2 separate regions of the Ovis aries genome follow, and region 2 is linked to region 1. The links are chromatin contacts, called in public Hi-C maps. All regions are on one chromosome and are shown on one strand. The core of a region is the stretch at or near the end of the contact, and the rest is flanking DNA. Distances in the headings are between cores, read along the strand shown. Region 1 has its middle 140 kb from the start of BBOX1. Region 2 overlaps LGR4 (leucine rich repeat containing G protein-coupled receptor 4).

The links. A called contact is a pair of places that touch in the nucleus more often than the background predicts.
Region 2: a contact with region 1 is called in a Hi-C map of skin fibroblasts, with 4 times the contacts expected there. The contact joins two enhancer-like sites. A contact is called at or near these places in 4 of 16 Hi-C or Micro-C datasets (blood, liver, skin fibroblasts and 1 more).

The regions. Positions count from the first base shown.
Region 1 is chr15:56,665,938-56,671,216 of ARS-UI_Ramb_v3.0, reverse strand. No RefSeq gene overlaps it. Among named protein-coding and RNA genes, the nearest start is that of BBOX1, 140 kb to the right of the region's middle. Within about 2 kb of position 2,281, at least 12 of the 54 cell types and tissues checked have an H3K27ac peak or open chromatin away from gene starts, as enhancers often do.
Region 2 is chr15:56,941,833-56,947,111 of ARS-UI_Ramb_v3.0, reverse strand. All of the region lies in intron 1 of LGR4 (leucine rich repeat containing G protein-coupled receptor 4), which reads left to right. Among named protein-coding and RNA genes, the nearest start is that of LGR4, 4.0 kb to the left of the region's middle. Within about 2 kb of position 2,766, at least 5 of the 54 cell types and tissues checked have an H3K27ac peak or open chromatin away from gene starts, as enhancers often do.

The sequences.
Region 1 (5,279 bases), core at 1,032-3,531:
CCCTGGTCGACAGCAGGACCTTGTGGGTTATCCATTTTAAATATAGCAGTGTGTGCATGTCTATCCCAAACTTCTTCACTATCCCTTCCCCACATCTTTCCTCTCTGGCAATCATAAGTTCATTCTCTAAGTCTGTGGACTCCCTTTTTATTGAACAGAAAAGTTTAAGACTTGACTTACACTTTCACCTTGTCCTCAAGGTGTTGATATTGTCATGCACACAGCTAGATAAGATGTTAGAAACAGCTTTGTGGTCAGTCTAGTTCCCCATTCTCTTTTCTAAGTTTAGGGCCTGAGGGCTAGTTTTCGTATCTGCCTGGCTATGGAAGGTTCTTCCTTCCCTCTACCTCATTCACTCAATTTGTATGACTCGAGGTGCCTACTATGTGTCAGGGAATGTTCTAGATGGTAGTGATATGAGATAGACCCTGCTTTCACAGACCTTTCAAATTCCATAAGGGTGATTGATATTAGAATAGGCAATTATCGATATGATAAGCACTCTCATCAGGGAAGCAGCAGGTGCTACAGGAACTCATAAATGGAGCACTATCTAATGAGATCAGGGAAGACCTCCTGACAGAAGTAACTACTGAACTATGCCGACACTTGTGAGGCGTTGATAAGTGAAATTTCCATGAATTGTGTCATCAAGGCTTGGACATTTTCTTACTTCAAAGGGGATAGTTAAATTCACTGTATAAATGGAGATTGAGCAGAAATTTGAAATAATTTGAAAAATTCTAATTAAAGACTCATGTCTAAAATTTAAAAAAGGTCTCAGTTTCTTCCTACCATCTCCTTCACCCTTAGGGGTGGGCAGAACTGTAATTTAACCTGGGTATGGTTAAATTTTTTGAATTCTAATTGACGTTGACAAACAAGAAGATGTTTAAAAGAGGGGGTCACCAAGAGGTGGAGAGACTTGAACCTTTGCCATACAAGGACAGGATTGTATTTTTTAAAGGCATGAATATTTTCCTTATTACAATGTTTAAAAATATGCATTATTTCCAGATTACTCTTTTCTAAAAATAATGGCTTTATTGAGATAATTCACATGCAATTCATTACATAGGATACAATTCAGTGGATTTTAGTAGATTGCACAATTGTCACCACTATGTAAGTTCAGAACATTTTCATCAGTCCCAAAAGAAGACTTGTACCTATTAGTCACTCCTTACTGTTCTCTCCCCCTAGCCCCTTGCAGCTAGTAATCTACTTTCTATCTCTAAGGATTTACCTATGCTGGCCATTTCATTATAAATGGACTTATGTAACATGTGGCCTTTTGGTTTCCTGTTTCTTTTACTTAACGTAATAATTTCAAGGTCTCATACATTCTTGATAAGGTATAAATTAGCTCCATATTTGGATAAAAATGTATTACTATCAACCAAAAATTTAAATGCATATACTGTGATTCAGAAACTTCATGTCCAAGAATTAATCCCTCAGAAATGTTCTCACAATAAGACAGTTGTGAAAAGACATTGATTGAAACATTAACAAAGACTAGGGGAAAAAAATCTAAAGTCTATCAGTTAGGAATCTGGCTGAATGTATTACAGTCTACAGTGGAGTGATGTGCAGACATTCACAGAATGAGAAGGTCCTGTATGAAATGGTGTGGAATGATCTCCAGAAAGTATTGATAAGTGAATATAAGGGAACATAGCAAGTCAGCGAACAGTGTATAAAGCTGACTTTCACCAGTGTAAAAGAAAAAAAGTGTGCATATACATTTATGTGTGTGTGTGTGTATATGATACACACACATAGAGAGTGAGAATGAGAGAGGGAGAGAGAGGGTGGGAGGATACGGAGGGAGGAGGGAGTAATAAGACAAAGGAGAGGAGGAAAATGTCTCGGCAGGATGTCTAAAAGTGATTAATAGCGATTGTCTCCAGGGAAGGGACACGGGAAAGGGGGTCTAGAAGACAGGGAGGGAAATAGAGGGAGGCTTACTTCAGATTGCTCTCAAAAAAATTGAACCAATTTATAGACACGCAAATATTAGGATTGCATTTTAAAGGGGATACAGTGAGGCAGCAGAGCCACGAGAAACCTCACATTTTGCCTGGGACAGAGTAGACCTCCATCCTCCTCCTACTCATTAAATAGTACATACATTCCAGATGGAATGCCCTATATGGTGACTCAGAGTCATTAATAACATGACCACTTGTGCGGTGCCAAGATTAGACAGCCAAAAGCCGAGAGTCTGTTGTGTTGAAGTGGTGCTGGGTGGGAAGCACTCTCTCCAGAGATCAGGGCAGGGTATGACTTGCCAGAGGAGGGTTCATAGAATGTTTAGACTGTGACTCATGAAGGTCGTAGATGAATAAATAGCCCTCTTTCTGCTGTGACTGTTGACAGGACTGGTGACAGCTTACCTTTGCAGTTGCCAAAAAAAAAAAAACCAAACCTGATTCTGATTTTTGACAAGTCAAACTTTCCTAACCAGCCAGGCCCTCCAAAGGGACCACCATGAACCTTGCCAAAGGCAAAGGGCAATAAAGCAATGGGTGCTCTTGAAAGCTATGAAATCAGATATCTCCTCCCAGCCAAGGAAGAATTGTCACTGGGAAGGAAGGAATGGAGGAAGGAAGCTTTGCCGTTCCAGTGGTTATCTTGTTTCTTCGTGTGGCTAGTTGGCCATAGACTACCACTTTGTTAATAGCCTTAGAGTCTCATAATTCCAATGAGAAGAAACATGATTCTCTTCTTGGAAACAATTATATAATTTAGGATATATTTGGTTACAAGTAACAATAAATCTGACTGATAGTGCCTAAGCCATAAAGATGGTAAACTATCTTCTGTAATACGAAGACTGGAAGTACGTACTCTAAAGTGAGAGCTTTAGCACAACAATGTCATCAAGATGCCAGGAACATTTCCATTCTCCATACATATGTGGGTCATTGATTCTCCTGGTTTCCCCATGGCTGCAAGATGGCTACCATATTCCTAGATATCACAACAGTATTCAAAAATAGAAAGCTGATAGGAGGGGTGTAGAGAGGCAAAGGGTCCTTTCCTTGGAATGACTATGCCATTTTATCAATGAAGGGACAAAAGTATCACAGAAGCCCTCCCAGCTGACTTACACTTATATATAATTGATCAGAACACTATTAATCAGAATTGGGTCATGTGTCCGTCCACCCTTAGCTGCAAGGCAGACTGGTAAAATGAAACTGTTAATGAACAGCCATGAATGACTTAGACATTATGATTCAACCCCAAAAGCCTGGACACTTTGCTGTCTTGCCTGTTTGTTGTCAAGGAAGAAATTTATTGAAGGCAGGGAATGGTTTCTACCATATACCCTTAGAAAGCTACTTAAACATTATACTATGAAGACACATCATTAATATAAAATTAAAAAAAAAAAAAACAAGGATAGAGGTGTGAATAAGTAGAATTTTCAAGGCAAGAAGATCTACAGGGATGTGATGTATCCCAGAGAATTAGAGGGTGCTCATAGAAGATTGCAGAGAAAAACAACATCCCTTAACATGCCCTTTGCTATTCTCATCCTCTGTGAACCTTCCCAGCCTCCCCAGGCAGAGTCCCAGATCTTTCTCCCTGCTCCTGTTGCACTCTGCACACTCCTTGATCATACCCATCACCACGCTGAATTCAGAGTCAACAGGAAGTTATTGTGTCCCTTCTCAGTCCCAGTCCTATGTATCGTGTCTTTCTGCATCAGCACTGGGAGATCATCCATGGCTTCCCATTGTCACTGAGGAATGGGCTTTCATTGAAGGTAAAGCCAGGTGATCATTTAACTAAGCTCACAAGGCCTTTTGTGCTCACTCCAAGGTATTTAATTCTTCAGTCTCACGTTTCCCCACTTGCTTCTCTTTGACTCCTGTATTTCATACACACTCAACTCACGGAAGCTGCCCCTCTCTCCTCTTGACACCTATGCACCACTATCCTGCAGAGAACACTCTTCTTTCCCTTCGGTGTCTGGTCAACCTCTAGTCACCCTTCCAGCTTTAGCTGAGGTGTCACTTCCACTGGAAAGCCTTTGCCAGCTCCCAGGCTGGGCTCGATAGCTTTTCTCTGTGTTCCTTCACACTCTGCATATCTCTTGGTAGTGGAACTCTGGGTTTCCCAGCAGTGGGGCTGGGTTGCATTCACTCCTTCATTGCTGATGCTGGGTACAGTGCCTGATTCATCCTGCCTGAATGGTTGAGTGGCAGAAGCTTTTTTTTTAAATCAAACATTTTCTGCCACATCAGCTGGCAGAGCCCACAGGTGCAGCCCTGGTCCAGAGGAGGAGATCACTGAGCTCTCACTAGGGCAGTAGTAGAGTAAACCCTGGGCCAGCTGCCCTGTCATTGTGTGACCTTGGACAAAGCATGTCCTCTCTTTGGGCACCAACATTTCTCTTTTTAAAGAGAGGGAGAGAGAGAGGTGGGGGAGCAGGGAAAGGAATTTGTTTTCAACTTTCAAAAATAAAAATCAGGAAATGTCTCCTTTGTTTTATTTCCCCAAAGAAATATCACACTAAAGTCTGATCTCAAAAATGTAATACTGGAGAGGCTCTGGCTGAAGCAGGAGGACACCAAGGTTTTGGTGTTGTCATAAGTCACCACCACTAAGTTAGTGGCTTAACACCAAGTGAGCTGAGTATTTTACAGGTCTGTGGGTGAGAAGTCAGAGGAGTCTCACTAGGTGAAAATCAAGGTGTTGGCAGGGCTACAGCCATGGAAAGCCTGGAGAGGTGAACAGTTCCTGGCTCACAGCCCTTCCTGTCTTCAAAGCTAGCACTGTGGCCTCTCTCTGACCATCCTCCCATAACCACAGCTCCCTCTGACCACAGCTGGGAAAGATTTTTCACTTTTAAGGTCCTAGGTGATTAGAGTGGGCCCAGTGGATAATCCTGGGTAATCTCCCCATCTCAGGGTCCTTAACTTCATCTCATCTATAAACTTCATCATAGCCATAAACTTTGTTATACCCTTTTGCCATGCAAGGCAACATATTCACAGATTCTGAGGCTTAGAACATTGACATCTCTGTGGGGGCCATTATTCTGCTACTGCAAGTCAGTGGGAGCAAAGTGGGCTTGATAGGAGCCTTTCACTCTGGCTTTACCTTCTTGGGAAGCCCTTGACCTCACAGTGTTCCCTGAAGTCCTAGAGCTGAGTTAAGGATCTCAACGATCTCTCATTTTTCTAAAGAAGACATACAGATGGCCAAGAGACATATGAAAAGATGATCAACATCCCTAATTATTAGAGAAATGTCAACCAAAT
Region 2 (5,279 bases), core at 1,517-4,016, 280 kb before region 1:
GCAAATGGGGACAGTCTCAGCTTTTAGACATTCGCTTCAGAAAAGAAGAATCTGAAATAGGTGCTGGAGGTGGCATTGGCAGATGGCCCCCGTAGAGAAAGAATAGGATAATTGAGTGCCGGGCTTGGGGTTAGGCTCCTGTTCTTCCTTGTTGTGCTGTGTGGCCAGATTAAACCAAGGGCAGTGAAAGAACTGTTTGAGAGAGAAAGGGGTTCTGAGGGCCTTGGGTAAAGGGAATTTCCTTTTACCTTATACCTCCTGAGGGGGATCTCTTAGACCTAGACAGTTGGAAAGGAAGAGCAGACCCCCGTGGAGAATCCTCTCTATTCAGGCCAGAGTATGCTGCCTCCAGGTGGGTGGTGGGAACTGTTCTGCTTGCTGTCTGCCAATGGGTGGTTTGTTTTTTTTTAGTATGGTGGCCAGTTGCCTTGGAACCAGTGTCATTCTTTGGCCACCCCCCCCCCCTTCTCTTTTTTTATCCCCCGCCTTTCAGGTTGAAGTTACATATTTGAAGTCATTTTCCTTCAATAAGGTGAAATTTAACTTTTCAGTGCAAAATATTAACTTTGCTGTGAGGAGCATTTTGCCTACAAAAGATACATTATGTGGAAAAGTTGGGGCGGGAGTGGGGAACCAGAAGGGAAGAAGACTAGGTAGAGGGGATGGGACTATTTTTTCCCCCCAAGACCTCTTTAAACTTTTAGGGAATTCATTGCAGAAGAGGTGCCTTTTCCTGACACTTCTTTCAAGCCCCAGAGAGAAAAGCAGTTGAAAAGACCTTGTTGAGCAGATTCCTTGAGTTTTAGTGACTAGTCTTGCCTGCTCTGTAAGGAAAAGGGCTGTTTTACATTATTACCTAAAAAGCACAAAGAAATATCACATTTTTATGAGAGTGCACTCCTTGCTATAGAGCATCAGACATCTTTCTTTAGAATTCAACAATGTTCTGTTTTTGACTTTGAGCCTTACACAAGTGACTGTGGATGGCTTGGGAAACATGAAGATAATTGGCACCAGTCCAGATCAGATTGCCTAAACTAGCATCATCGTAGCACTTTCTGAGCTGTGGTTAGAGGGCACTTGTGTTACATTTTCTTCTTCATGACCTGTAGAGTATTATACACCTGACAACTCCTTATTTCACTCTCCATTTCACCTTAAAAGTATGTTATGTGACCAGTGCATGTAAAGGGAGTCGCAAGGGCAATATATTTGCATTTTGGAAAATCAGTGACTTAAAAAGCCGCATTGGGGAGGGGTGGGTGCCCACACACAGTTGATCTTACAAGACATCTTGGAATCACCCAAGCACTTTTTGCAAGTACTTCTGATTTACTATCCCATCACAGCTTTGGTGAGCCTAAGCTACACACCAAGGGACTAGATCAAGAGTCCCCAAACTTTGATTGACCGATTTTCTAATTTCTGGAGCATGGGCACCGAGGCCTATTTAGTTATCTGTAAAATGGTAATCACCAAAATAGAAATCAAAATGATGAGACTATAATTTTAAATCAATTCTTGTATTTTTTTTTTTTTGTCATTCCTCAGTGGTATCTTGCCTTCACCTCACTCAGGGGTGTACACATCCCACATTGGAAACTCTTGGTCAACAGAGCAGGGATTTCGTTTTATTCAACGTGGAGGGCACAGAGCCCAGTACCCAGGAAGCACTTTAAAAATGTTGCAGTGAATAAATAAGGACTTCAGGGCACACCAAGGGGCAGAATTGGGGATTGGAATTCAGCCCTCATTCCCACATGGGATTGCCAAACTCTGCATTCTCAGCATTTAGCCTTTTGTCCAGATCTGAGAAGGCCCCAGAGTGAGGAGGCTACCTGCTTCTTCTCCTTTAGGCTCGTTTAAACTTGTTCAGTCTAACAGTGTCTATTTCCTGCCGAAAGCTGCTTTATCCAAGTCTAGGGGCAAAATCAGATCTAATCCTCAGTATTGTTGATGAGATTCTTGTGTTCACAGCATCGGCTGCACCTGTAGTGATTATTTATATTTCGCAGCAGCAGTTCCCCATCCTGTGTCACAGTGCAATGGCTCGTCACACATCACCCTGAGATGTTTGAAAGGAAGTGCTCTGACTGGTATTAAAATTCCAATGTGTATTTTTAATCAAAAAGATTCAAGGTTATTCCTCTATTAGATCTAATAAGGTCTGTCTTAATCACCTGTGTTCCAAGATTCTTGATGGGGAGATAAAGAGATGAAGTCACCGTGGAGGTGGGGAAGGGACTGTGAATGTATGTTCTCTGGTTTGTGTGGCCAAACCACAAAATTTGAGACCTGTAGGGACACAAATTTCCACATCCTAGGTTATATCTGGTGCATAGTTTTAGGATTATAAAGGCTGTTTCTGTGGCTTTGTGGAGAGGGTACTAGGTTTGAGCCCTTGACCGTAGTAGTTCTTACCATACTACTCAGTAATTGGGTGGCCTTGGGCAAGTCACTCTTTTATTTTGGGAGGCGGGTGACAGTTTTTCATTTGAAAAATGAAGTCATTGGATTCACTATGTCCTGTTTAGGCTGCTTGTAGCTTCCAGATAGATGTTCTATGATTTTATAATCCTTTCACGGTTTTGGGATGGCAAGGTGACTATAGCATTCTGCTGCTTTCGTGAAAAGATCCCAGAAGGATCTGAATATCCTTCTAGTTGAAGTTGCACAAGCCTATTTATTGCCACTCACTCTGAGGAAGAGTTCTTTGTGTTTAGAAGTGTGTGTTAGGAAATTTGCCATGGAGACTTGTTACAGAATGCCTGACTAGCTAAGGCGCTTTGCTGGGGTAGAATAGCCCCGCTTGTTTCCTGTCGGTATGGCTTCACACTTGGAAAATAAAATCACTCTGTTTCAGTAATTTGGATACTGTACAAAAAGTTACTCAACGTCCTCACTTCCATGTAATTAGTCATAATCTCTCCAGCCTTCACAGTGTGCGTACCCTGTACAGAGGCAGGTTAGCAAGCTTTCTATATAAAATTGATGGTTACCTGAGGGGCTTTGAAGGGTTTTAAACAATAATCTGTTGTTTCTTCTTCTTTGGGAAGCATCATCTCAAATTCTTCCCTAAGGTGTACTTTTTTCATGATCCCAAGCACCTTTCTTTTAATAGTATTATTTGAAAATATTTTCTTATGTTTCCTCTAATGTTAGTTGTATTCCCAGGCAGGTCAGTAATCAGTGGCTAAATGTTTATGCCTTTTTTGATGGTCAAGTCTTGATATCTTGCTGTCTGAATTACTGTCTGTAAATTTCATTGTTAGCTTTTCTGTGGTCTGTCTCTCTAGCGAAGTATTTGTGTTATATACCAGGGAACTTTGTTCTAAACAAGGGCAATATATGAACATCTTTAAGTACAGGTCCTTCATTTCACAAACTAGTGAACTGCTGGATTTTCTTTCAATTCAAGAGGAAAGAGCATTCTGCTGGGAATACGGAGAGCTGGTTTCCAGATCTGTCAGTAAATCACACAAGTGACCTTGAGTGGTGACATACTTAACCCTTCAGGGCCTTGGTTTCTTCACCTGAGAATAAGGAAGTAAACAACTCTTACTGCCAAGAGTTTTCTTTCTATTTGATTTGATTTTTTCCCAATATGTTTGTCTGATTCTCTCTCTTGTGTTAAGAGTAGTGTAAGTGTCTCAATCCTGAAATCTCTCCGCCACCCAGAACACTTCTCCAATTGTCCAACTCTACTGGAACGTATCCATTGACTGGGAAACGCACTGCCTCACAAGGCAACAATGTGCTGGGTGTGGTCTGAGTTGTACCCAGGATTTAAACCACCGACTCTCCTTCTGGGGCTCCTGAAGGCTTGTGGTAACCACTATTATTTTATGATTCTCAGTCCAGCTCAATGCTAATGACAGTTATGGTATCACAAGCATTTAATGTCCAGGCACTTGGCTCTTACCATTAGAGTCGTAAGGTAACATTTGACAACTTAATCTCTTAGGGAAGATCAAAGTTCTGTGCTAGGAGGTGGATCCAGGCAAGTTTGGGCGTTTTCTTGGCCTCTGTCAGGTTACCTCTCAAATTCTTATTTTAGCCATCTTTATAGTAAGGAGGCACTGACAGAGAGCCTGCGAGTTTGTGTTTTGGTCTTTGGTCTCCTTGATTGTGCTTATTTATCCTTTTATTCCCATTTTTCTTATTAAGAAATAATGGATATTGGTGACTGATGGCTCTCACTGCTTTCAGTCTCTCTGAATCTGTGTAGATTGTCTAGCAAGTTGTAAGGCTCTTTTAGTGACTCTTTGACATTTTTCCAAGACTGTTTCTCACCTTTTCTCTTTAAAAAAAAAAGATATATTTCCATAAAAGCTCAGTATTTATCAGTATACCTGGGTTAAAAGTTAAACCCTCCCCAATGTGCCCTTAACTCTGAAAAATGTAACTAATGTAATTTGATAAGACAGCTTTTCTTTTCATTTTTTTTAAACTAGAGATCAAGGTTTTGACTTTAGAAATGTATTATCTAGCTTGCTCTTTAATTGCCTCCTGCAGCCTTGAAGTTTTCGGCAATGGCAAAAGCTTGTTTTCCTATATAGACAAGGGTATGGCTAATTTTTGCCTCTGTTCCCCCCAGTTTTGTTCAGTGAAGTGTAGTTTTTCGAAAGGTTCATTGAGGATAATAAAATACTTTAGCTTTAAAGTCTGTCAGTGAAGAAAAAACAGTTAAGGCATTTAACAAGTCAGTACTCTTACACAATAACTAATTTGTTTGCCTTCCCAGATATTTCTTTTGTGTTTCAACACTTGATGGGCAGACAGCAGGCCAGGTATCCGTTCTATTGTCTGAAACTGAATGAATTCAAAACTGAGTTTAGAAATGATTTTCTAGTTCATATACATTTAGTAACATGTCAACTTTCTAAAGACTTGAGCCAGTTACTACTCAAATACCCTCTTTAAAAGGCAAGATGTGGTTATTTTGCAGTGTACTCTGAAATCACCCACCCATAGACAAATATTTGTTATTAAACTTTGTATATGGCTGGGACTGTTTTTAGCAAATGTATAGAAATATTGTGTGTCCTGTACAGGCAGTTAAAACTCTGGGTGGTTGTTTTTAGTCTCTAAAGTATGTTTTGATAGTTACATATTTTACTAGTTAAAAGAACATGCTAGCCTAGTCCCTCCATCCCTGCAGTAAGGTTTGACTTTCGGCATCTCTTATTTTAAATGCAAATGATTGGGGCTCAGGAATGCCCATCTAAGAGTATAAGTTTCAAAAATGAACATTAAAAAAATATATTTTAATAGCACTC